Regions from separate parts of the Mus musculus genome. Here region 2 is linked to region 1. Evidence: chromatin contacts called from public Hi-C data. All regions are on one chromosome and are shown on one strand. The core of a region is the stretch at or near the end of the contact, and the rest is flanking DNA. Distances in the headings are between cores, read along the strand shown. Region 1 has its middle 38 kb from the start of Gm30206. Region 2 overlaps Prkar1b (protein kinase, cAMP dependent regulatory, type I beta).

The links. Hi-C and Micro-C count contacts between places; a contact is called where the count stands out from the background.
Region 2: a contact with region 1 is called in a Hi-C map of muscle stem cells, with 2.0 times the contacts expected there. The contact joins two enhancer-like sites. A contact is called at or near these places in 6 of 15 datasets of contacts at CTCF or cohesin (the NIH/3T3 cell line, embryonic stem cells, large pre-B cells and 2 more), 154 of 484 Hi-C or Micro-C datasets (2-cell-like embryonic stem cells, the 4T1 cell line, the AML12 cell line and 77 more), 24 of 115 datasets of contacts at active chromatin or transcription factors (the 230-238 cell line, T-cell acute lymphoblastic leukemia, astrocytes and 13 more) and 2 of 9 other capture datasets (embryonic stem cells and embryonic tail).

What each region holds. Positions count from the first base shown.
Region 1 is chr5:138,861,564-138,865,727 of GRCm38.p6, forward strand. It overlaps the pseudogene Gm31891. Among named protein-coding and RNA genes, the nearest start is that of Gm30206, 38 kb to the left of the region's middle. Within about 2 kb of position 2,353, at least 39 of the 459 cell types and tissues checked have an H3K27ac peak or open chromatin away from gene starts, as enhancers often do. A contact at or near this core is called in muscle stem cells, where this site is marked.
Region 2 is chr5:139,091,221-139,095,620 of GRCm38.p6, forward strand. All of the region lies in intron 4 of Prkar1b (protein kinase, cAMP dependent regulatory, type I beta), which reads right to left. Among named protein-coding and RNA genes, the nearest start is that of Prkar1b, 36 kb to the right of the region's middle. Within about 2 kb of position 2,526, at least 6 of the 459 cell types and tissues checked have an H3K27ac peak or open chromatin away from gene starts, as enhancers often do. A contact at or near this core is called in muscle stem cells, where this site is marked.

The DNA of each region.
Region 1 (4,164 bases), core at 1,103-3,602:
GATCACTACAGAGTTTATTCTTCATGGACAGAGGACAGGGTATAGCCTGAGGATACCCATTGGAGCCATAACTTCCATCATACCTAGTACCTTAAAGCCTCCAGTTTCTCCTCTACTATGGGAAAAATGGTTGTAGAGCTTTGTCATGAGTCACAGCACCCTGCCTCTGGCTCAGCAGAACGTATAGCACCATGTGAGGATAGTGAGTTTTCTAAGGCTCATCCATGGTTCCAGGAGTCCAGGGCATACTCTGGGAGTCTGAGAGTGTTCTGGAAGTGCTGGCACAAATGATCATGAATTAGGATCAATGAAGTGCTCCTGAAGGTCTGGTGCCTCCTGAGGCCAACAGAAATCCAGCCCCACTCCTGTGTCTGTTGCTGCCTATGGTGCTTGGCATTCCTCAGTGTGGGCACATAGCCTGGCTATGTCCCCTTTTGACATGGCCATTCTGTTCACTCTTCTGATTAGAATTCTTGTCATTAAACTTAAGGCTGACTTATTATGCTAGAGAAGGTGATTCAGTTGCCAGAGTGCTTATCTAACGTGCGCAAAGCCTTGTTCAAGCTGTGTTCAGCCTCCTGTTCTACAAAAACCGATGGTTTTGCCTGTAAGCCCAATGCTTGGAGGATGGGTCAGGAGGATCAGGAATTTGAGGTCATCTTTGCCTGCGTAGTGAGTTGGAGATCAGTCATGTCTACATGAGAGACTGTCTCAAACAACAAAGACAATACCAAAATGAAGGCTTGAATCTAAAACCAGGACTTTAACTAATGTCATCAGGAGAGACCCTGTTTCCTAAGAGGTCACATTCTCATGGACAGGAATTGGGGATGCTTATCAATAGAGCATTAGCTAATTCTATCTAGGCAGAGGGCTTGGAAAGACACCAGAATCCCATGCTGAGCTTTAGGGACACAAAGCAGGGTGAACCACCACAGAGTCCAGAGAGTAACGAGATAAAGACTCCTGACTGTACTCCCAGGGTCAGCTTGCAGTGAGGGTCCCTGTCTTAGTCAGCCTTAGCTGTCATCTTGACATGGTCTGGAATCACTCGAGAAGAATGCCAGTTGAGTAACTATCTTAATAAGCTGGCCTGTGCACACGACTGTGGGTTAATGTGATGTAGTAGTGTAATGTTAATGTGTCTTAGTTGGTGTAGGAGGGCCCACCCCACTGTGGGCGGCACCACTTCCTAGGCAGGTGGCCATAGGCTGTATAAAAACACTAATAAGAGCAAACCAACAAGCAGTGTTCTTCCATTGTTTCTGCCTCCAGGTCCCTTACTTGACTTCTCTCAGTGATGGATTGTGACCTGGAAGTCTGAGCCAAATAAACTCTCTCCTGCCTATCTTGCTTTGGTCATGGTGTTTGTCACAGTAACAGAACACAAACTTGAAAAGTTTCCAGCATTATGTCCCTGCCCATTGGGCACCCCCAGCTCTGGATCGCTTCGAAGCAAATCAGACACCCTGAACACAAACCATGTCCACCAGGTGAGGCTACACCCATTTCCTCTAGCTCCCTTCCCCCAGCATGTCAGCCCAATAGTTCAGGGCTGAAGAGAAAGGAGACATGTGGGTTCTGCCTGGGTACTGCATAGCTGTCAGAAGAGACCCTAGGACATTCCTATAACTCCCCAATCTGGAAAGGCTCTGGTCAGTGTGGCCAGATAAACAGACAGACTGTCTGATAGGTCCTCATTGTGTGTCCTCAGCTTTGTCATAGACTCAAGGTTGCCCAAGGAAATGAGACCCGCTTCTACCTACTGACCTACAACAAGCTTGGACAGGGCAGTATGGGGTTTGTTGTGAGTCCTCAGGGTTCAGGGGAACATCCTCTTTGCTCTTGCCTGTTCTAGTGACCCCTCCTCAACTTTTTCAGTCATCAAATGATATCTTGAAGAACCCTAGCCCCCAGAGCAGGACTTGGTCACTACACTATGGTTCCTGCTTCAAAGGGTAATCTGCCCACTGTCCTCCCACAGGTGCCATGGTGTGGCTATTTCTGTGTTCTACCACAGCTTCCTCCCCCCAGGTGCCTGTAGCTATACATAATAAAGACCTTGCTCCACTGATGCCCAGAGCTCTGACCCTTCCCAGGCTCCTTGTTTACCAGCAGGAAAACAGGCCCAGCAGGCGGGTGGGGTGCAGGCCGTCCCTGGCCCCAGCTGTGGAGCAGCTGAGCTCACTGGAAACCAGCTAGGGACCTGAATGCCACTCTTGTCTGCTGGCCTGGTCAACAGCCTCTGTGGCTGCCCAGAGTCTCTATTGACTCAAGATAAGTTCCGGGGGCCCAGAGAACTCACTGTTTGGCCCAGTGTCCAGGCAGAGACAGCTGGGCCTGCTGAGTCCCATGCTGGGACCTAGTGGCCGGTATTGCCAGCTCTGCAAACACGCAGCTGGTCATACACTGTGTCCCTCATGGCAACACCTATCAGCTTCTTGTGGCAATGCCAGCCATGAGGTGGGTCACATGCCCTTAGAGCTCTGTCCAGAGCAGGTGTTGGAATGACGTAATATCTTGCCAGAGATGACTTGGTCTTCCGACTCTCACCAATATTTACATTCTCAGCTGTGCAGAAAATCTAATCAGACTTCCAGTGACACCTGCCAGGTTATGCCATATTGTTCCCTGGCTTTAGGCTTCTGGAGGCCTAGTAATCTGACAGGGGGTGGGGGGACCTGGGGGGAGTATGGGGGAAGACTAGGGCACAGCAGTAGGGACTCAGGGAGGAAACACAAGGCAAGATGGGCAGGCAGATGCAGCTCCAGCTTGCAGCCCCCAGAGGCCCTGGGGCTCCATCCACTCTGTCCAGAGCTAAACCAGGGCACATGTCCAACTTACTGAGGCTTGGATCAGAGACCAGCAAAAAAGAAAGGGGTATGAGGAAGTACTTTCTAGAAATTTCTTTCAGGAAAAATAGCAGGCCCCACCATCTAGAGCCTATGCAGCAACTGAATATGGTTTAGCAATTGCTGAACCAACTTGTCCCAGGTGAATGAATGAGTATCCAGGATGACCACAGGTGAGCACCCAGTATGAGCACAGGTGAGCACCCAGTATGACCACAGATGAGTGCCCAGTACAAAGGTTTTCTGAAAGGTCTTTATCCCCAAGGCCTCCACCCCTTGCTAAGGGAGGCTTTCTTGCTCTGCTCTGTCTGCTTGCCTCCCTTGAGCACAAACAACGGACAGAGTCACACAGACAAGGACCCTTGTGGGCTGTGTCTTCCTCAGAGACCCAGCATGGTCAATCCCATCAGCACACCTACAGTGGGCCAGAGCCTCTGAGGAACTATCTGGGGTTCCATTGGCCATTAGGAACTGGAGATAAAGCCCATCTATGTCAGAACAAATAAGGCGCTGAAACCAGAGAAGCCTGAAGAGAAGATAAACCCAGCATTCATGCGCAGCAGGGAGAGACTGTGTGTCCCCTACTTCCCGCATCCACAGTCCCAGCCCAGCAGAAACAAAGAGAACAGAGCCAGCCACGTTAATCATTACTGCTCAGCCCAGGGTGAGGAGAGCGGGCCTTTATTTGGAGGAGGAAAGGAGGCTCCACCTACCAGCCCCATGTGGTCCTCAAACCCTGGCCCTGTGCTGGCTCCTGAAACAGAAATACCCCTGCCCTGCACGCTCATAGCTGGCAACTCCACTGCACAAAGAACACTGCTCTAAGTCCTAAGGCCTACCCTCTCTGTGTGGTTACGGGGCAGCCCACCCAGGTAAGGAAGACACAAACTGATTGACTTGGTAGCATCATCCAAAGTTGAAGAATGGTGCTGTAGGTTTGCCCTGGATAGCAGCTGTTCTTGACCTGTCCTCGCCAAAGAAGCTACCATGCCACTGGGGCTTTCTGAATCCTGGGAGATCCAAAGTCATGTGATGCCATCCCCAAAACCTCCAGCAGCCATCAGAGGTGTGCAGCCTGTGCCAAAAGCCAGGCAGCAGGCTACAGCTGGCAGTCTCGATCTGGTCCCCTGCCCAGGCTTGAATGACTAAAGCCCAGAGTGAGGGCAGTACCTTCTCAGGAGCAGGGGAGAGCAGGAGAGAGGCTTCCCTCTGTCCTAGGAAACTGAGTCGGTAGAGTCTTCAGAGAGAAGAACTGAGGGACAGCTGACAGGATCCAGGAGGGCAGAGGTTCCTGCCTGGTGAGGGGCACCAG
Region 2 (4,400 bases), core at 1,276-3,775, 230 kb after region 1:
GTGTGTGCATCTGTGGAGGTCCGAAGACAACCCATGGGGTCAGATCTCTCCCTTTACCACATGGATAGACTCCAACTCTAGGCACCAGGCTTGGCAGTGAACGCCTTTACCTGCTGAGCCATGTCTCCATCCTAGATAAATAATTATTAGATTTAAAAAGCATATACTGTCAACTGTTTGGAAACATACTAAATGGCAATGCATATCTTTACGTTGATTTCAATCATTTTTGTAGCACTAGTTGTGAATAACTTCTGAATTAGCATATAAAACAATGGGCTCATGCTAACACTTTTAAATATATATATATGTATGTATATATGTATGTATGTGTGTATATATATATGTATGTGTGTATATATATATGTGTATATATATATATATATATATATATATATATATATAATTGTTCACTCTTCTCCTATACCTCCTTCCCCACAACTTGCCTCCCCAATAGTCTCCCTTCTGCCTTCATGTCATGTATATTTAGACTTTGTATATGAGAGAAAATGTGGTATTTTGTCTTTCTCCCCTCCACCATACTATCTTCTTTTGCTCCTCCCCCTCCCCATGGTCCCTTCCCTCAGTCTGCAAAGTCCTGTTCTGCCTTTATGTCATCACACAGGTCAGCTCGTCAATGCGCCACTGTGCTGCCAGCTATATGCCATAGTCATACAGCCTATCTTGAGTCACCACGGCAGGGGACCAGACAGAGAGTGCCCCACAGGCTTTGTGGCTGCTTGGAGGCCACTGATGCCATCTGGCAGGTTTCAGTCAGTAGTTGGGCAGGGCCTTGCAGCACCTGGCTTTTACCTGGTTCTGTCCCCATCAAGTATGGTATAGCCACCTCTAGCCAGAAGAAAACAAGGGTTGGCTTCTGGCAGTGCTGTGCTCTTCAGAAAGAAAGACCTCTTTCCCTCTGAAGCCATCATTATCTGACCATTATTGGTGTCACCATTATCATGATGGCTGTTAACACCCCTATCATTGATACCATCTTCATCATCACCTTCATCATCATCACCTCCACTAGTATCACTACCATCATCATCACCGTTTGCATCAGCCCCACCATAGCCATCACTACCATCAGCACCACAATCCGACACATCACACTATCATCATTACCACAGCTACCATCAACATCACTTTTATTACTACTGCCACTATAACCAACATTGTCATCACCTTCACCAGTACCACTATCACCGCTGCTGCTGCCGCCGCCACCACTGCCATCACCGCCACCACTGTCACTGTCATCTTCACCATCATGATCATCACTACAATCACAATCTTTATCATCACACCTCTGCCACCATTACTACCGTCATTCCACCTTAGGAACATACCATCTCACACACCATATATGGTATGTCAGCAACCTCTCTTGATGACTAAGAATCTCTTCCATAAGAATGCAGCTCTGCAAAGCTAGCAGCCTGTCTGTGTGGCTCATGGCATGCCATTTTTCTTTAAAGGTGATCTCATCTGGAGGAGATGTCTACAGGATGCTTGTGGACTACATGAGCACAAGCCCAGGCTTCCCACCGCAATGGCACAGCTCCCACTGCTGGGCATGGCTTAGAGCTGACAAGCAGATCTCTGGCAAGTTAGAGTATGATCCAGGACATCCATCTCCCCAGCCTCAGTTTCCCTCCTCTGTGTATGTGGGCAATCATACCCCTATCTTAGAAGTTTATAGGGAGCTCTTGGTGATACAAACCCTCGTGCCGTGTGAGGGTTTGCTAGGAAATCAATGCATGTGCCTTTAAAGTGCAAAATCCAAGTGCATCAGCACGATGCTTCCTCAGCCACACCTCTCTTCAGTCTCTGCAGAGACTACTCTCCTTGGAAGAGAGAGCAGCAAGCTAGGCATAGCAGCACACAAGTGTGATCCCAGCACCTTAGAGGATCACCATAACTTCTAGGCAGGCCTGGTCTACAAAGCAAATTCTGAGACAGCTGGGGCTATATAGTAAGACCCTGTATTGAAACTAACAACAGGAAGAAAGAAAAAAAAAGGTAGGAAGGAAGGAAGGATCTATATGCTCCCATCTACTATGTACACCTATGAACCTTGTCACTGTTTGGCCACATATGGAAGAGTCCCAAGCAGTTTCTATTGAAAGTGTGAATGAGTAAATGGATGCATGGATGGATGGATGGATGGGTGGATGGATGACAGATGGAATTTGGACAGATAGGTGACACAGGATAGGTGGATGGATGGTGGGTGAGTGTACGTGATGAATGGATTGACGGTGAGTGCTGGATGGAGGGTGGAGAGGAGTGCTGGGTGGGCAGATGATTGATGGTGAATGTGGACGGACAGACAGATGAATGGCTCACACTGACTCCTGTCTCCACTGCTTGGGAGTAAGAAGCCACCTGGGGAGGAAGGAAAAGAGGAGCAGTGGTTCCTAGTGCCACCAAACCGGTTAAGCTCTCTGTTTTGGGTGGCCTGAGCACTCAGATTTGGCAGCTGTCCCCCAGCTGTCCTCCTCCAGCTGTTCCTGGGAGTCTCTTTGTTTGCCTAGTTCTTAGCAACTGTTGCCTTTTCTGAAGGACAGCATAAACCAGCTGTCACAGGAGGAAAAGCAGAAAGGTTGGCCCTGCAGGGAGACACTTGGGACACAGAAGACATTCACCGGGTGGTTCTGGAGCGTCCTTCATTTCTTACCCAGCTCCTTTCTCACAGGCCCTTTCCCCATCACCTTGGCCTTGTCACAGAGCAGCTTGGTGGGCCTCCATGGGCTAAAAACCAGGCAGCTCTCTAAAGCAGCTCTGAATATAAACAAACGCAGACCTTTTGGGCTCCCAGTTTCAGAAAACCATCTCTGTGAATGGCATCTCTGGGCAGGTGCGGGTGAGAGATGCTGTTGCCATTCATGAGGCATACGGGATTGGTGCAGCCAGGAGGATTGAAGCTGGGCTGAAAATTACCGTCTGCAGCTGGGCCGTGTACCATAGCAATGGCTGATGGCTGTGACCCCACAGAACACAAGGAGGTGGGAGCTGGTAGAGCTTGGATCAGAATCTTTCCTTTGTATGCCTTTAAAATCCCCCCTGCACCCCCCAAAATGTTTGTAGATAATGGTTCTGGGGAGATGGCTCAGTTAGTAAAGTACTTACCTCACAAGCATGAGGACCTGAGCCCAACCCCAGAACCCATATAAAATGTCAAACATGATGGTGCATGCCTCTAATTCCAAGAATTAGAAGCAAGAATATCAGGAGGAAGAAACAAGAGGATCCCTAGGACTCACTTGTAAGCCAGTCTAGCCGGCCGGCTAGTCTCAGGTCCCAGTGAAAGACTTTGTCTAAAAAAACAAGGTAGTGGGGCCAGCAAGATGGCTCAGGAATAAAGGCACTTGCCTCTAAGACTTATGGCGAGTTCAAACCTTGGAACACATGTAGAAGGAGAGCTTTGACTCAAATCGTCCTCTGATTTCAGAGGAATATTTTAAAACCTCCTGCCCCCTCCTGTCTGTCTGACTGTCTCTGTGTGTGTCTCTTTGTGTCCCTCTCTCTGGTCTCTGACTCCATCTCTCTCTGTCTCTCTCTGTCTCTGTGTATGTCTGTCTCTGTCTCTGTCTCTGTCTCTGTCTCTGTCTCTCTCTCTCTCTCTCTCTCTCTCACACACACACACACACACACACACACACACACAAAAGAAGAGGAAGAAGAAAAACTAAGATGATTGGCTCCTAAGATGATGCTCAAGGTTGACCCTCTGGTTTCCACATGCATGTACACCCACACAGACACATTTATCCACATACATATCACACACACACACACACACACACACACACACACACACACACACTGTAAGCAATCAGCTTAGAACCTAAAGAGGAGCCTGACCTAGTTAGTACCACCCACTGGTACCCAGTACCACAGGTACCACAGATGCCTCATGTACCCAGAGCATCCACTGTACAGAAACACCTGCATAATGAATAAATCAAGGTTGCGGGGGATAGATGGAGTCAGGAAAGGATATGAGTGCAGGTGAGAATGGGCACTGGGTGAGCATGACATGGGCTAACACAAGGCTAGTCTACAAAGGATGCCTCACAAACTGGTGGTGCAAAACAAGTCATCCTGGACTCTAGTCTGCACTCTCATTTACACACACACACACACACACACACACACACACACACACACAGCTTCCCACCAAGATGTCCATCCCATGTCAGGCTCTGTACTGCCCAGCACCTCCGCTCCTGCTAGGAACTCCTCCTCTGATCAGAAGGCTTTCCTCCTGGTGAGAATCTGCCCTGTACCTCTACCCCCACCCCTAGACTGAGTCTTCACACTTGAAATTCTAGCAGTTTCCTTCAGAGGTGGGGGAGGGGTGGCTCCTGAGACTCCAGAGGTAAACAAAACAC